Linked DNA regions of Mus musculus: regions 1 and 2 are each linked to region 3. The links are chromatin contacts, called in public Hi-C and promoter capture Hi-C maps. All regions are on one chromosome and are shown on one strand. The core of a region is the stretch at or near the end of the contact, and the rest is flanking DNA. Distances in the headings are between cores, read along the strand shown.

What was found. Promoter capture Hi-C pulls out the DNA fragments that hold promoters and counts their contacts. Hi-C and Micro-C count contacts between places; a contact is called where the count stands out from the background.
Region 1: a contact with region 3 is called in a promoter capture Hi-C map of pre-B cells. The contact joins the promoter of Klhl25 here to the promoter of Aen in region 3. A contact is called at or near these places in 5 of 39 promoter capture datasets (cranial neural crest, frontonasal cranial neural crest, maxillary cranial neural crest and 2 more) and 1 of 484 Hi-C or Micro-C datasets (CD8 T cells).
Region 2: a Hi-C map of regulatory T cells shows a contact between it and region 3, with 7 times the contacts expected there. The contact joins the promoter of Tlnrd1 here to the promoter of Aen in region 3. A contact is called at or near these places in 4 of 484 Hi-C or Micro-C datasets (CD4 T cells, CD8 T cells, erythroblasts and 1 more).

Annotation. Positions count from the first base shown.
Region 1 is chr7:75,846,580-75,851,505 of GRCm38.p6, forward strand. It overlaps Klhl25 (kelch-like 25), which reads left to right and starts at 1,759. Exons shown (of 3, transcript NM_001122780.1): 1 at 1,759-1,894. Gm51489 (a long non-coding RNA gene) reads left to right here. Exons shown (of 3, transcript XR_003946804.1): 3 at 1,021-1,133.
Region 2 is chr7:83,882,767-83,887,147 of GRCm38.p6, forward strand. Tlnrd1 (talin rod domain containing 1) reads right to left here and starts at 1,575. Exons shown (of 1, transcript NM_030705.4): 1 at 1-1,575. The coding sequence starts at 455. It also overlaps a transcript of Mesd not described here.
Region 3 is chr7:78,893,272-78,897,600 of GRCm38.p6, forward strand. Aen (apoptosis enhancing nuclease) reads left to right here and starts at 2,656. Exons shown (of 4, transcript NM_026531.5): 1 at 2,656-2,743. It overlaps Gm39039 (a long non-coding RNA gene), which reads right to left and starts at 2,511. Exons shown (of 2, transcript XR_882236.1): 1 at 2,312-2,511; 2 at 504-1,091.

The DNA.
Region 1 (4,926 bases), core at 509-3,008, 3.0 Mb before region 3:
TGCCTGCAAGAACCATCCATCAGAGCATCACATAGTGGGGTGTGGTGCGGTGAGAAGAAAGAAGCCGATGGAACTTCAAGACCAGATTACAAGGTCTCAGAATTATAGCACACAGGCAGGCAGGCAGGCAGGCAGGCAGGCAGGCAGGCAGGCAGGCAGTCTCTCTCTCTCTCTCTCTCTCTCTCTCTGACATAGAAATCTAGAAAATATCCTCCCTCCCTTTTTTTTTTTTTTTTCCTTTAAGACAGGGTTTCTCTGTGTAGCCCTGGCTGTCCTGGAATCAACTTTATAGATCAGCTGGTGTGGAAATCAGATTGGCATTCCTCTGCCTTGTGTGCTGGGGTTAAAGGAGTAAGCCCCCACCGCCCAGGTCTAGTAACTCTTTTAATTAATTAATTAAATGTATGTGAGTACACTGTAGCTGTACAGATGGTTGTGAACCTTCATGTGGTTGTTGGGAATTGAATTTTTAGAGTCTCTGCTCGCTCCGGCCCAAAGATTTATTATTATACATAAGTACACTGTAGCTGACTTCAGACGCACCAGAAGAGGGCGTTCTCATTACAGGTGGTTGTGAGCGCCACTCCCCAGCTCATCTAGTAACTCTTAAATGAACTAATGGATGCGTTGGGCAAGTGTGATGTCTACTCTTGATCCTCAACTTGATTATATCTGGAGTAGCTAAAACCCAAGCAGCTGGGCTCACCTGTGAGGGATTTTTTCCTGGTTGGATCATTTGAGATAGGAAGACCCTTTTTTTTTTTTTTTTGAGCCAATTTCATTCTTTTTTTTTTTTCCATTTTTTATTAGGTATTTAGCTCATTTACATTTCCAATGCTATACCAAAAGTCCCCCATATCCACCCACCCCCGAAGACCCACCCTAAATCTGGGCACCTTCTAGCGGCAGCCTGGAAAAAGGACCTGGAAGAAGCAAGCTTTTGCTCTTTGTCTGCCCTTAAGTTTCACAGGTAGGGTCATTCTTTCATTGTATTATAGCCAACTTCTTCTGAATTCCAAGGTATACTGAAGACCAGCTGAAGCATCCAGCCTCGTGGACTGACAGTTGGACTCTCAGACGTTATATCCGGAGACAGCCATTGTTGGGCTACCCCGGCCACAGCCTGAAAGTTACTCTAATAAATTCCATATGTGTGTTGTATGTATGTATGTATGTATGTATGTATGTATAGATATAGATTTACTCTATCAGTTTTGTACCGCTGAGAGTTCTAATAGTGAAGGATATTTGAAGGGTTAAAAAAAAGTTTAGGAAGAAATTTCCACCGGCTTGACAGAACAGCTGAAGCTTAAAGTCCTCTCCCTTGAAATCTGGGAATTCCCAGTATAGACAGGGATTCGTGTCTGTAGAAATTCCCTCGCATCGAAACTAGCCGGGAGGGAAAAAGGATTTCCTTAACATAGGAGCGATTAGATTGCTGGTCTTTAAAAAGATCAACAACGGCTGTGATTCGGTAACAGAAAGAAGAATGCGTGTGATCGACAAAGACCTTCCTTAAGAGAAGCTCTAGAACAGGTCGTGTTGCTTTCTCCCAACTCTGGCCACCAGAACAGAAAGGCAATGGCCTGTCCCTTTAAGAATCTGGTGGCAGTCGCTTTCCTCTCCCCGCCCCGCCTTCCGCGGCACCGATGGCCTGGACGACCGTCCCTTTCTTCTCACGCGACTGTATTACGGGTCAGTCGACCCATCCGTCACAGAGGCGCGGTTTATGATTGGTTGCTGCGCTTCGGGCCGCGAGGCGGGGCGGGAAGGCCGGAGAAACTAGTTTGTTGGCAGCGCCCGTGCGGTTCGGCTACGGGATCGCGGCCGGGACTGGTGAGCCGGCCGGGGGCGGCGGCAGCGGCGGGGACTGCAGAGCCTGTGGGGCCGCACGGTGAGGATCAGGTCGGAACTTGTCACCGGGACAGCGAGCGATCCTGCTCGAGGATCGCCGGGCAGGGCGTAGGACCGCAGGCCCAGTTCACTGGGTCGGGGAAGTGGGTGCTGACCTGGGAGCGCCCCTCGATCGAGCTTGGGGACCCCGTACTGTTATGTTCAGAGCTCCCGCCAAGGGAATGAATTGTTTTCCAAACGGATGTTACGCGCAGGAGCGGCTACCCTCTCCCGGGAGTGTTTGATTCATTGAGTCCGCTGATTCTCTTTTTTAAAAAAATTACTATTGATCCTAGAAAGAGGAAACTGCTTGTCTTCGAGGATGCGAACCGTGCAGCTTTGTGCACACACCTAGCCAAGGTCCCCGCGACTTGCTTGTACCTAGCCAGGGCCGAGGGGTTAAACCAGGGAAGAGTAGACAGCAGGGCCTGGCCGTGTGGCCCGCAGCATAGGGTCCTTCCTGTCTGGAAAGTTGTCTATCAAGGGAGAGTGGTGACACTCCCGGAGCCATACGCCCCTACCTACCCAGGTGGTGGCCGATCTGGCAGGGCCGTAGCAAGTAGTCCACCCCCCCCTCCCCCCGCCATCCCATTCCCCTCCTCCCATGCGTTGCCCTGGCGCGAGAATTCCGCTGTGGTCTGCAAATCCCCACTGGACTAGTCTCCTTCATAGCTGTATTAGAAGCTTTTTCCTACTCGGGAATTGTGCCTACTGGGGCACCAGACACTTGGGTGCAAGTGCCTCAAGGACCTCAAAGTGGATTCTCACAGTCTTACTTTTTTTTCTTTTTTTCCTCTCCCGGTTTTAGTCTTGTTATAAACGTCAGGCCAGCCTTGAGCATGAAATCTCTGGTCCCAGTCTCCTGAGAGCTGGGTTTATAAGCAAGTGCCACCTTACCAATCTGGGAGACTTTCTAGAGACTCGAGCACAGGAAGTTGGGGGGAGGGGCGGACTCTCGGGGGCTTTGTAGTTCATCTGTACTTTGGGGAGACCAGAGGCCAAGTTGCTTTGGCCAAGGTTCATTGGGCACTAGTTCTCCCTCCATGCTCAGGGCAGGACAAGGTATGCCAGATGTCTGGGCTCTTCACCCCTGGAGTAAGACGGGGAGGGAGGGGCACTTGGCACCTGACCCTCTAGTTTGCTGAGCCTCTTTCATAAGCGGCACAGTTATGCTGGGAGGACTTTTTATGGGTGTTGCTGAAAGCTTGTGTCAGGGGACAGAGGAGGGAGGACCCACGGTGCTCTTATCCTACAGTAGATTTGGTCCCTCTAAGACAGGGTTGTGGAGATCACAGGCTTTGTCTGTGGAGATGGGCAAAGTCACTTTTGTCCCAGCCCTGTAATTATTGATATTTCAGCTGAGTCCTTTATCAGCAAGCCAGTCCAGGGAGATTGTTCAAAAAAATTGTGGAGGATGGACAGACGAAATCTTTTTCATGGGCATCGAACTGCAACTGGGTTCCTTGCGCCATGCAGCGGTGCAGGATCCGTGTGCAAGTTGTGTGTTCCACGGTGGCTCAGTTCCTGTTGATGGCATCTTAAGCCTGTGCCACCAGTGTAGGGAGAGAAAAGTAGGAAGACAAAAAGAAATGCCCCCGTGTGCGCTGTAAAGTAAATGCATCCTTCCTGTCTTAGAGGGAGGAGGGCGGCCTGGAGCAGTGAGCTTGCTATGTATGCAGAGACGGCTTTAGTCAAACTAATCATTTGAGCAGATGATATTGAGACCCTGCTTTCAGAAAGGAGGAGGTGCTGGCTCATGGATGGGGACCTTGATACATCAGTTTGCAGAACCCCAGGGAGCAGGTAACAGGAAGCTGGAGAGAAGGATGAAGGCTTCTTGGAGAGAGAAAAGGAAAGCCAGCATGAGCCTACCAAACCTTCATTCCATGCCCTGGTTGCAGCCATTTTTTCTAGCCATCCATCCACACTCTCCCAGGGCCAGCTCTAGGATGGGCAGCTGTCCAGGTTCATTGGAGGACCTGGCTTCCCAGCAGCTTCTGGGGGCTCCTGCTCACCAGCTCACTGCCTGGGCCCTGAGTTCTTTATTAGCTGGCAGTGTCAGTGTGCCCTGGGCAGGACACACACACACACACACACACACACACACACACACCCCTATAGAGCTGGCACAAGCCAACAGTGGTGGGCCACAAATGAATTGGCCGATTGAAATGCTAATGCAGTAAGTCCTCTAATGTGGTAAATTTCATAATTGAGTTGCCTTGCTGATCTGCCAGTGAATCCTTTTCGAGGCCAGGAAACACTTGGGAGCTATGTGAGGATGGCCAGGCAGAGGCAGAACTTAAGCATCCCAGCGTACAGAAACCGCATCCCAGCAGGACTTGTGATGAGTCTGCTGCTGTCTGGCTGCCACTGCAGGCTTTTTCTCCTTCTCAGCAACCGTGCCCATGCCCTGAGAACCCTCTGCTGGCACCAGCTCTAAAGACATCTGAAGCTGACACCTGCCTGCCCTGCCAGGTGTCTCTGGGGCTTGTTAGGACTTGGGAGCAGACACTAAAGGGACAGAAAGGGACTCTGAGGTTGGCAGGGCTGCCCCTTAAGTCCCTTCAGCACAGGGTGAGTGGAAGGAGCTCAGGCTCTGGTTGACCTGGGTTCAAATGCTGCCCGTGTCACTGTGAGGCCTCCTGGAGGAGGGTGTAGGTGACAACCTGCACTGTACAGCTCATCCTGAAATGGTGTCTGGCTTCTAGTGGGCTGCTCGTGCCCACCTCCCTGTCCCCTTTGCTCTGTCCTCCTGACACAGCATGGAGGTGTTAATCTCTTTCTTGCTCTTAAACCTTTCCCCAGCCCTGCCTTGGTTCCCCCTTGGATGATAAGAGGTAAGCAACTGTGTCCTGTTCTTCTAAGTGACAGTACCCTGGGCTGAGATGTGCTCATTGACGAGTGCTTGCCTGCCGTGCATAAAGCCCGGGATCAATCCAGGCAGCGAGGCTCACACCTGTGCTCAGCCCTTGGCAAGCGAAGGGAGGAGGAGCAGGAGTTCAAGGTGAGCTTGGGGAGCACACAGCACAC
Region 2 (4,381 bases), core at 325-2,824, 5.0 Mb after region 3:
CGGTAGCGGTCCACAAGGCCTGGCTGTGCAGGTTGAGCGCCCGGTGTGGCCACGGCTGCCAGGTAGGCCGCATGTGCAGAACACTCGGTCAGCGACACCACCAAGTCGCCCAGTTCCACAAGACTGTCTCCCGCCTCTCCGAAGCGGCCCATGTTGAGCTGGCTCTGCACGTCGTGGGTGAGGATGGACAGCCCCTTAGTGCGCGCGATGATGGTGTCCCGGCACTGCTCGAAGGACTCCGCACCAGCGCCAGGGGAGGCGGGGCCTTCGAAGAGCACCGGCCGCGCCTCGCTAGACAGCAGCAGCAGGTCGGCCACCAGCTGCATCTTGCCCTTGCAGTGATCACAGATAGATACCAGCCTCTTCCGCGGCTGCGAGCTGGCCCCGCCGACGGCGCTCCCAGGAGCCGGAGAAGCCGCCTCGCCAGTGGGCTTCCCGGCGCTGCCGCTAGCCATCGCGCCCAGGGGGCACTGGCATGCCGCTGGGGAGCCCGCTACCACCGCCGCCGCGACTCAGCTGGCCAGGGCCGCGCTGCCTTCCGCGCACCATCATGCCACCCACCGCGGCGGGCACAGAGATCCGGGTGGCGGCGGCCGGTGGCCGGGCGTCGCAGGGCGGGCCCAAGCCCGCGGCAAGCTCTTCGGGGCGCTGTGTAGCTCGCGGGAACCGTGAGCCGGGGCACGGCAGACTCCTAGTCCGCGCCCCTCTTCACTAGCCTACCAGAAAAGTCCCCGCTGCCGGGCTGTCGCCACCTTCCTGGGCATGGCCGGCCGGGCCGCCGGAGCGGAGAGGGCGGGACGGGGAGGCTGGGAGTTGTCCTTCCTTCCTTCCTTCCTTTGAAATCAAAATCCTCTGCTCCTAGAGGAGCGCGGGCGGCGGCCCCGGCAGGCTTTGCTGTCAGCCGCTGCGCTGCGGCTATCCGGCTCAGCAGCGCACGTGGGCTTCAGGGGCGGCGACCCCGCCAGACGGTACAGGCTGGCGACGGCGGCCGGAGCTGACGCCCGGGGGCGCGCGGCCGCATCTCCTGCTCCGGCTCTTAGGGCGCTGGGCGGCCACTGGGCCGAGGGCGTGGCTGGCTCTGTGGCGGCCGCGCGGAGTCAGTCGGGCGGGAGGCTGCAACGCAGGGTGCTGGGCGGCCGCGCCTTCCCGCCTGGCGGTTCAGAGTGCGCGGCCCGGCGCCGCGGCGGCACGCCCTCCCCTCCTGAATGGCCTGCGGCCGGCGACCGGCTGTCGTGGAGATTCCATCTGTGTTTCCCCGCAGAGCCCGCGGGCCCCGCGCATCCGACGCCCCAGGGTGGTCGGCTCAGAAGGTGAGCGCGGCGTCGCGGAGGCCGACCCGGGCCCGGACTCCTGCCATGTTTGTCAACCAGCAACTTCCGAGCGACCTCCGAGCAACTGAAAGGAAGGGAGGAGACCGCAGGCCAGGGGACACCCGCCTGCCCGCGCACGGTTGCAGTTTTCGCCTCCTGGCGTCCGCCTCGCCCCCGGCTCGCCGCCGCCACCTCGGCCGTAACCTCCCCGGAGCCTATAGGAATCTTTTGTGTGGCGTCACCGCCTTTCGTTTAAATCCCGCTTCCTCCTCTCGCCCTTCCTCCCGCCCCCTCCGCCGATCCCGGATGCTTGCGCGATGCGCTGCTCCTCCCCCGGGAAGCTGGGGGCCGTGGGAGGACGCCGCGCCCAGCCCCGACGCTGCGGCCCTGGGGCCGGTGGTCCCTGCATCCGGAGAGGCTGGGAAGCGTGTGTGGTGGGGAAGGCCCGCCCTCGCTCCGCGCCCAGGCGCTGTGTATACCCTGGGGACACCGGGGCGCAGCCGCTAGTGGCCTTACGTAAGCTCTCAGCATGCCCCAGGACTCGATGCTTCCTCCCTGCCGAGGGAGCTAGTGTAAAAGGTGATCTGTTTTGCTTGCTTGGGGAGGATGCCACTCATTACTCCCGGGATCTCCCCACCGCCTCCGGATTCCAGTCACCTCTGAGATTCGATGACTTTTGCAAGCCCTCCTCCGCCCTTTGTTGTGTTGGACCCTCTCCTGTGGGTGGGTTTCCGTGAAACAGTGAAAAGGAGCTCTGATCACGCTTGAGTCCCCACAGCTTGTTTGACTCAGTGATAGACCCTCCCTGAGGTTGGTCTTACCCCCCCCCCCCCCAGCCGTTTAGGAGTTGTGTGACCTTGGGCAAGTTTTCTCTCCCAAGTTACTGTAGTCAGGTAGTGTATGGTGACCTCGGTTCCAGCTGGCTAGAATTCCAATGTGCCTTGATCAGCAGTTCGCCCTTTCCTGACTCCATCTATATAATGGAATAATAGCAACCATTGTTAAGTAAAGAGCCAGTCTCTGGAGGTAAACACTGTTATCTCTGGGTTACAGGCTGGGAAACTGGTGGCCCAGATGGCTCCCCGCCCTGTAACGAGGAATTAAACGGAGGACCTTGAGCTACTGTACTTTTTATTTATTAATTTAACTGTGCAGACAGGCTTTGAACTTCTGGCGATCCTCCTTCAGGGTCTGTAGTTGGTGATTGTAGGCCTGTGCCATAGGGCTTTGTGGCCAGGTGGACTAAGTGACTCCCTAGGCTCTTAACAACAGCAGTGGCTAAAAGAGAAGGTCCCCTAAACCCACTGGCCACACCCACTCCCTTTCTTTGTGCAGACCTTGTCTGCCAGAAACTCCTGGAACACCTGGGCCTCCTCCCAGTAAAGCACTCTCTCAAGAGCCCTGAAGTCTTCTGCTGGTGCCCAGCACTGCCAGTGTGTGCTCAGCCAATGGAAATGTTTGTTCTTCTGTCTCTTCGTAGGACCTCCACGTCCTACATTTTTAAGCCAGTTATAAGTGTTATTTATAAGTTGGATGGCCTCAAATTTATCGTCCAAACCCCAATAGTTTACAGAATAAATTATGAGTCAAGTTATTAATATAAGTTAATGAGGAACAACCGGTAAAAACCTGGATAGCCGCCCTACTCATAATCAAAAATAATAATTAAAAAAAAATGCCCTTGCAGATGCTTTAGATTTTAGGTGAACCAACTGTCTCTGCAAACTGAAGCCAGTAAAACCAATGGCTCTCTTAACAAGAATTCTATAGGGCTACTTCCTCCCTGGTAACCCAGGAATAGCAGTGAATCCTAAAAAATAGTTTCCTTAACTCTGAGAACCTAAGAGAGGGACCAGTAAGATAGCTCAGCAGGCAAAGGTGCCTGCCACCAAGGCTTCGTTTTTCAGATAGTGTCACTCTTCCTAAACTGATCTTTCCAGGTTCTTTCTTGTTTACCTCCTGCCATTGTTCACTTACAGCTCAAACGCTGGGTGTCTACCATGTGCCAGCCCTTGTTCAAGGCACTGCGCTTACACTATAGATTGTAATAGAGCAGCCTCTGCTTGTGAAGATAAGAGTCCCGGAAGGGAAGGTTCACAAATAAGTGCTCCCAGTTACTGTTTACTCAGTAAAAGCACAGGACAAAAATGGACAGCAGATCAACCACTGCATACTAGCCGGGCAGTGATGGCGCACGCCTTTAATCCCAGCACTTGGGAGGCAGAAGCAGGCAGATTTCTGAGTTCAAGGACAGCCTGGTCTACAGAGTGAGTTCCAGGACAGCCAGAGCTACACAGAGAAACCCTGTCTCAAAAAACCAAACCAAACAAACAAAGTACTGCATACTAAGTGTTTAGGTCATGTTAGGCAGAATTATGCATTCTGATCAGTGCTAGGGAAATCGAGGTGACCTGCAAACCAAAGCAGTGGAAACCAAATCTAAGATCTCCCTGTTCCTTCTCACCTTGCTCTTCCTGTCACTGCTGGATGGGTAGGGGGTTGGGAGGTTTTTTTTGAGGGGGGAGGTACTGTGCCCAGCACCATCCACCTTCAGAAAAGTTTCATCTTCCCTGACACACTACCTGTGAAATAACATCTCTCCATTCTCTCTTCTAGTCTCTGGCCATTACCAACTTCATCCGTGAACTTGATGATTTGAAGCACTCCGTTCTTTTGTGTCTGTCTTATTTCATTAAGCATAATGTCATTGAGGTTAATCAGTGCGATAACGTATCAGAATGTCCTTTTTATAGGAAATAATATTCACTTGTATGAACTTTAGACATTCATGGTATACCCCCAGAATTTGTGGACAAGCAACCAAGCTGTCTGTGGTATACAGTGCCACCCAGTGGTTGGTAAGGAGCAGTCTTGGCCATATCATAACTTTGGACTTGGGTTTCTTGGTTTTATGTTTGTGCTCACAGGTGGACAGTGGTCTCAGATGATCTTTCTTACACATTTGCAGACACCTTGGTTCATTCTCCTTGAGTATCGGCCTTGGCCAGGTGTGGTGTCACACACTAGCACTTGGGAGATAGAGGCAGCAGGATCAGGAATTCTAGATCATC
Region 3 (4,329 bases), core at 1,406-3,905:
TGAGCTAAAACTCATGGATTTCCCACTCTGGCCTCTGACAAAAAAAAAAAAAAAGATCCGTTCACATTCACATTCTCTGATGTCTTGGCAATCAACTCCCTTGTCCCATAGATCAACTGGAACAAATAGCTTGTTAATTAAAATTTGGTTTCCTGCACCTCTCTAAGGTCTTGGAATTTTGGCTCATCCTCAACTTGAGAAACCTAGATTTCCTTGAAACAGCCTTCCTGGGTTGATTCAAGAAGGAAAACCACCCTCTGGTCTGTTGGCTTATAGGGCCCAGGGCCATGGGCACCCATACTTACATACTGTTCATGCAACGCTGGTTTACTCCTTTCGGAGGGGGGAGGGGAGAAGCATATCTACGAGGGCTTATGTGAAAGAAAGAGATAGCAAGGGGAATGGGCTGACGAGAGAGGGTAAAGACAGGATGGAGTAAGAGCTAAGTACAGGTATGAACACATCAATGAAGCCCACTGCTTTGTACAAATGATATGCATTCATTTAGCTTTCCTTTACATTTTTATTTTCCATTCTGTCTTTTCGGTTGAGAGCCTAGCCTTTGATAGCTGAGCAGAGCCATCTTTCCAGCCCTAACTTTATTATTTTTTTAACATATTTTAATTCTCTGAGAATTAAACATATAAACATTCAGTGCATTTTAAACGTATCCATTCCCATCCGTTCTAGATCTACTGCCCACCCTCTCCCTTCCAACCTCGGGTTCTTTTACAACTCGCTGATTCCAGTTGGTGCTGCCTGGGTTTGCATGGATGTAGAACTAGCTACCCACCGCAGCATGGTCATCCTATCTACAGCTGCATCCTGTTGATCCATCCAGGAAAGCCTGGTTCTCCTTCCCCCAGCAGCCATCAACTGTCGGTAGCCAGGGATGGGGAGGGCTTGTGAGCCACTCCAGGCTCCATGCTCATGACACGGTGACTGTGTTGATCCTGCACAGGCAGCCCCGGCGGCTACGAAGTCAAGAGTCCTGACTTGAGACATGGACATGACCCCAGCCTTCCTCCTTCTCCTCCTCTTCCTCTGGCTCTTACAGTCTTTCTGCTCAGACTTCCAAGATGGTCGTGGGCCTTGGAGAGAAGGGCTGGGCTATAGATGTCTCCGCCATGGCTGAACATCCCACAGCCGCTCACTTGCAGCTTGACCAGTTGTGAGTGTCTGTGTTAGGGGCTACCCACCGCACAAAGAAACTTCTCTAATGAGGTCTGGGGCTGCACCAGCAGAATGTTTGAGTATACGGATTTTAAGGGCAGATTGATGCTGTCAGTTTAGCAAAATAGTAGATTTGCTTCTGGGGCCCATGAGCTCCTCCGGCTTTCCCTTTTTAAACTTACTTTTAAAAACCTGTTTTGTGTGTAAGTGTGTGTGTGCATGGAGGGGCAGGGGCTGAACACACATATGCAGGCTAAAGGACAACTTCAGGGACTTTCTTTCTTTCTTTCTTTCTTTCTTTTTTTTTGGTTTTTCGAGACAGGGTTTTTCTATGTAGCCCTGGCTGTCCTGGAACTCACTCTGTAGACCAGGCTGGCCTCGAATTCAGAATCTGCCTGCCTCTGCCTCCCATGTGCTGGGATTAAAGGCGTGGGCCACCACCGCCTGGCTCAGGGAGTTTCTTGTTGATTGGGGTATCTCGTTTCTGCCTACCCTAGCTGGCCAGAGAGCTCCAGTTAGTTTTTCTGTCTCCATATATCATCTAACTGTAGGAGTTACTGAGGTCACAGATAAATACCACTGCATCTGGCTCGCCTGCCCTCCCTCCGTCTTCTTCTTCCTCTGTCTCTCCCTCTCCCCCTCTCTACCTCTCTCCTCTGCGTAGCTTTGGCTATCTTGGAACTTGCTCTGTACACCAGTCTGTCCTGGAACTCGGAGATCTACCCGCCTCTGCCTCCGGAGTGCTGGGATCAAAGGTGTGTGCAACCACGCCCAGAGCTGCCTAGGCTAAGAAGGTTCAGGGATCAAATTCAGATTGTCAGGATTACAGAGAGAGCAAGCACCTTTTTTACCGCTGAGCAACTCTCCCATTCCTAAAAAAAAAAAATCACAAAGGAATACTTAAGATGAGTGTGGTGGCAAAACGCGTGATCCCAGCACTAGGGTGGCAGAGGCAAGAGGCTCATTCACAGCTAACACAGAAAAAGCGAGGACATTATGTGAACTTGACACTAGAAAAAAAAAAAAAAGAAAATGAGAGGACAGCTTGAGATCCTGTCTCAAAAAACAAAACAAAAAATAAACAAACAAAAAACCCAAATCAAATAAATATTGAAAAAGCAGTGCAGAAGAAGCAAACCTGATTTTTTTTCCCCCAAGTTTAACGAATACTGTATTATTTCACGGACTTCTCACAACCCCAAGCCTGGAGGGGCTGCAGTTCCCCGAGGCAGATCGGGATGTGCTCTTTGAGGCTTTAAGTCTTTGAAGGTTGCGGTTCACTAGGCGTCGGGTCAGAAACCGGACGTTCCATTCGGTTTTATGCTAACCTCCTAAACGCTGCCCTATCCCGGCGCAGGCCACGCCCTCTTCCTTCGGTAGCCCCACCCCTTCCAGTTGGCACACTTACTGAGGAGGAGCAGGATCAACCAATCAGAAGAGTCCTTAGGCGGGCGCTACGCCCCAGAGAACCAATAGACAGGTAGCCGAAGCCGGGCTTGTCCGGGCAAGGAGCTTCCGCACCCGGCAAGGGTTCCACGTGAAACCTGGGAAAGCGCGGCCGGGTTTTCAGGTGAGCTAGGGGACGGCCACAGGGAGTCCCGGGCCGCCCGTTTCTGTCGCCAGCCGCCTGTGGCTCTCGGGACGGGTTGGTTTGCAACTAGGCCGGGGCGCGGCCTCACGTGGTCCTGGCCGGACTCGGGGCCGGTGGGCCTCAGGGGACGGCGCGGACGTTGAGCGTCCTCTGGACGCCTCAGCTGGTGAGCGCGGACTGTCCTCGTACTTTTGTTTTGTTTTGTTTAAAATTGGTCTGGTAAGCTTTTGGGCAGCATCGGGGACCTTTATTGCGCCACCCTTTCTCAAACTGGGATGATTATCGCAATCGTGACTTGAGGGTGGGATCTCGGGTCCTAATCCCCAAACTTTGCCTTCTACCTAGAACGGTTGATGCCATCCGGTTACTTTGTGCTAGAACAGGGTCTCGACAGACAGACAGAGACCTGGGCATGGCAGGCAGGGCATGGCAGGTGGGGCCCTTATGACAGTGACGTTTCTGGCTTTGTAGCTTCTTGGGAGCCTTCTCATCTGGAATCCTCTTGGGTCAGGGACCCTCACTTGAAGGCCACGTGCCTACCATACTGACCAGAGTTAAGATATGGAATATTTGTACGTGGCCTTGTTGAAAGGACTGTGTCCTCTTCTCTCCAACTAAGCTGAGCTCCATTCAGGGCTGCAGGCTGTGGACGTTCTCTTTGTAATTGTTGGTTCTGACATGTTCACAGGGTGAGGGACTATAGGAAATGGCTGCTTTTTATCTCTTAACACAAATACAAAAGTACAGAGACTTTTTCTCAAGGGGACCTGATTTTAGCTTCTTTCAGACCTTGCCGGCAGGGACAGGAAAGTCTATGATCAGCAGGGTTAGCACAGGTCTTCTTAGCCAGATTTTCTCCCTTTGAGGTGTGGTTTGTGGAAATGAGGAGGTTGCTGACAACCTGTTTTTAAAAGAGGGGGTGCTATTTGGAGAGTGAACGAGCAAGCTGAGAGCCATTGAGTCAGCATGGGTCACTGGGCCTCCCCCTGGCTAAGTGGACCTTTACTCACACACATGCTGGCATCAGCAAACACAGGACTGGTCTTTCCTCCTATCTTACTGCTACTTACCCTGTGTCTTGATTAGGGGTTTACTGCTGTGAACAGACACCGTGACCAAGGCAACTGTTACAAGGACAACATTTAATTGGGGCTGGCTTACAGGTTCTGAGGTTCAGTCCATTATCATGGTGGGAGCATGGCAGCATCTAGGTAGGCATGGTGCAGAAGGAGCAGAGAGTTCTATATCTTCATCTAAAGGCAGATAGAAGACTGGCTTCCAGGCAGCTAGGATGAGAGTCTTAAAGCCCACGCCCACAGTGACACTCCTCTAACAAGGCTAGACCTCCTAATAGCGCCACTCCCTGGGCCAAGCATATACAAGCTTTCACACCTGTGATAATATTGCTCAGGCCCCTAGTCTGAGCTCATCCTCCGATGAGATAGCTGTGATGGCCCCTGCAGTCTTCCAGTGACTCCATATCCTTCTCCATTCCATTCCACCTGTCTCCACGCCCCCTGCTTCCTAGCTGTTTACCAGCACCAAGCTCTTTGCTCTGTGCCTGT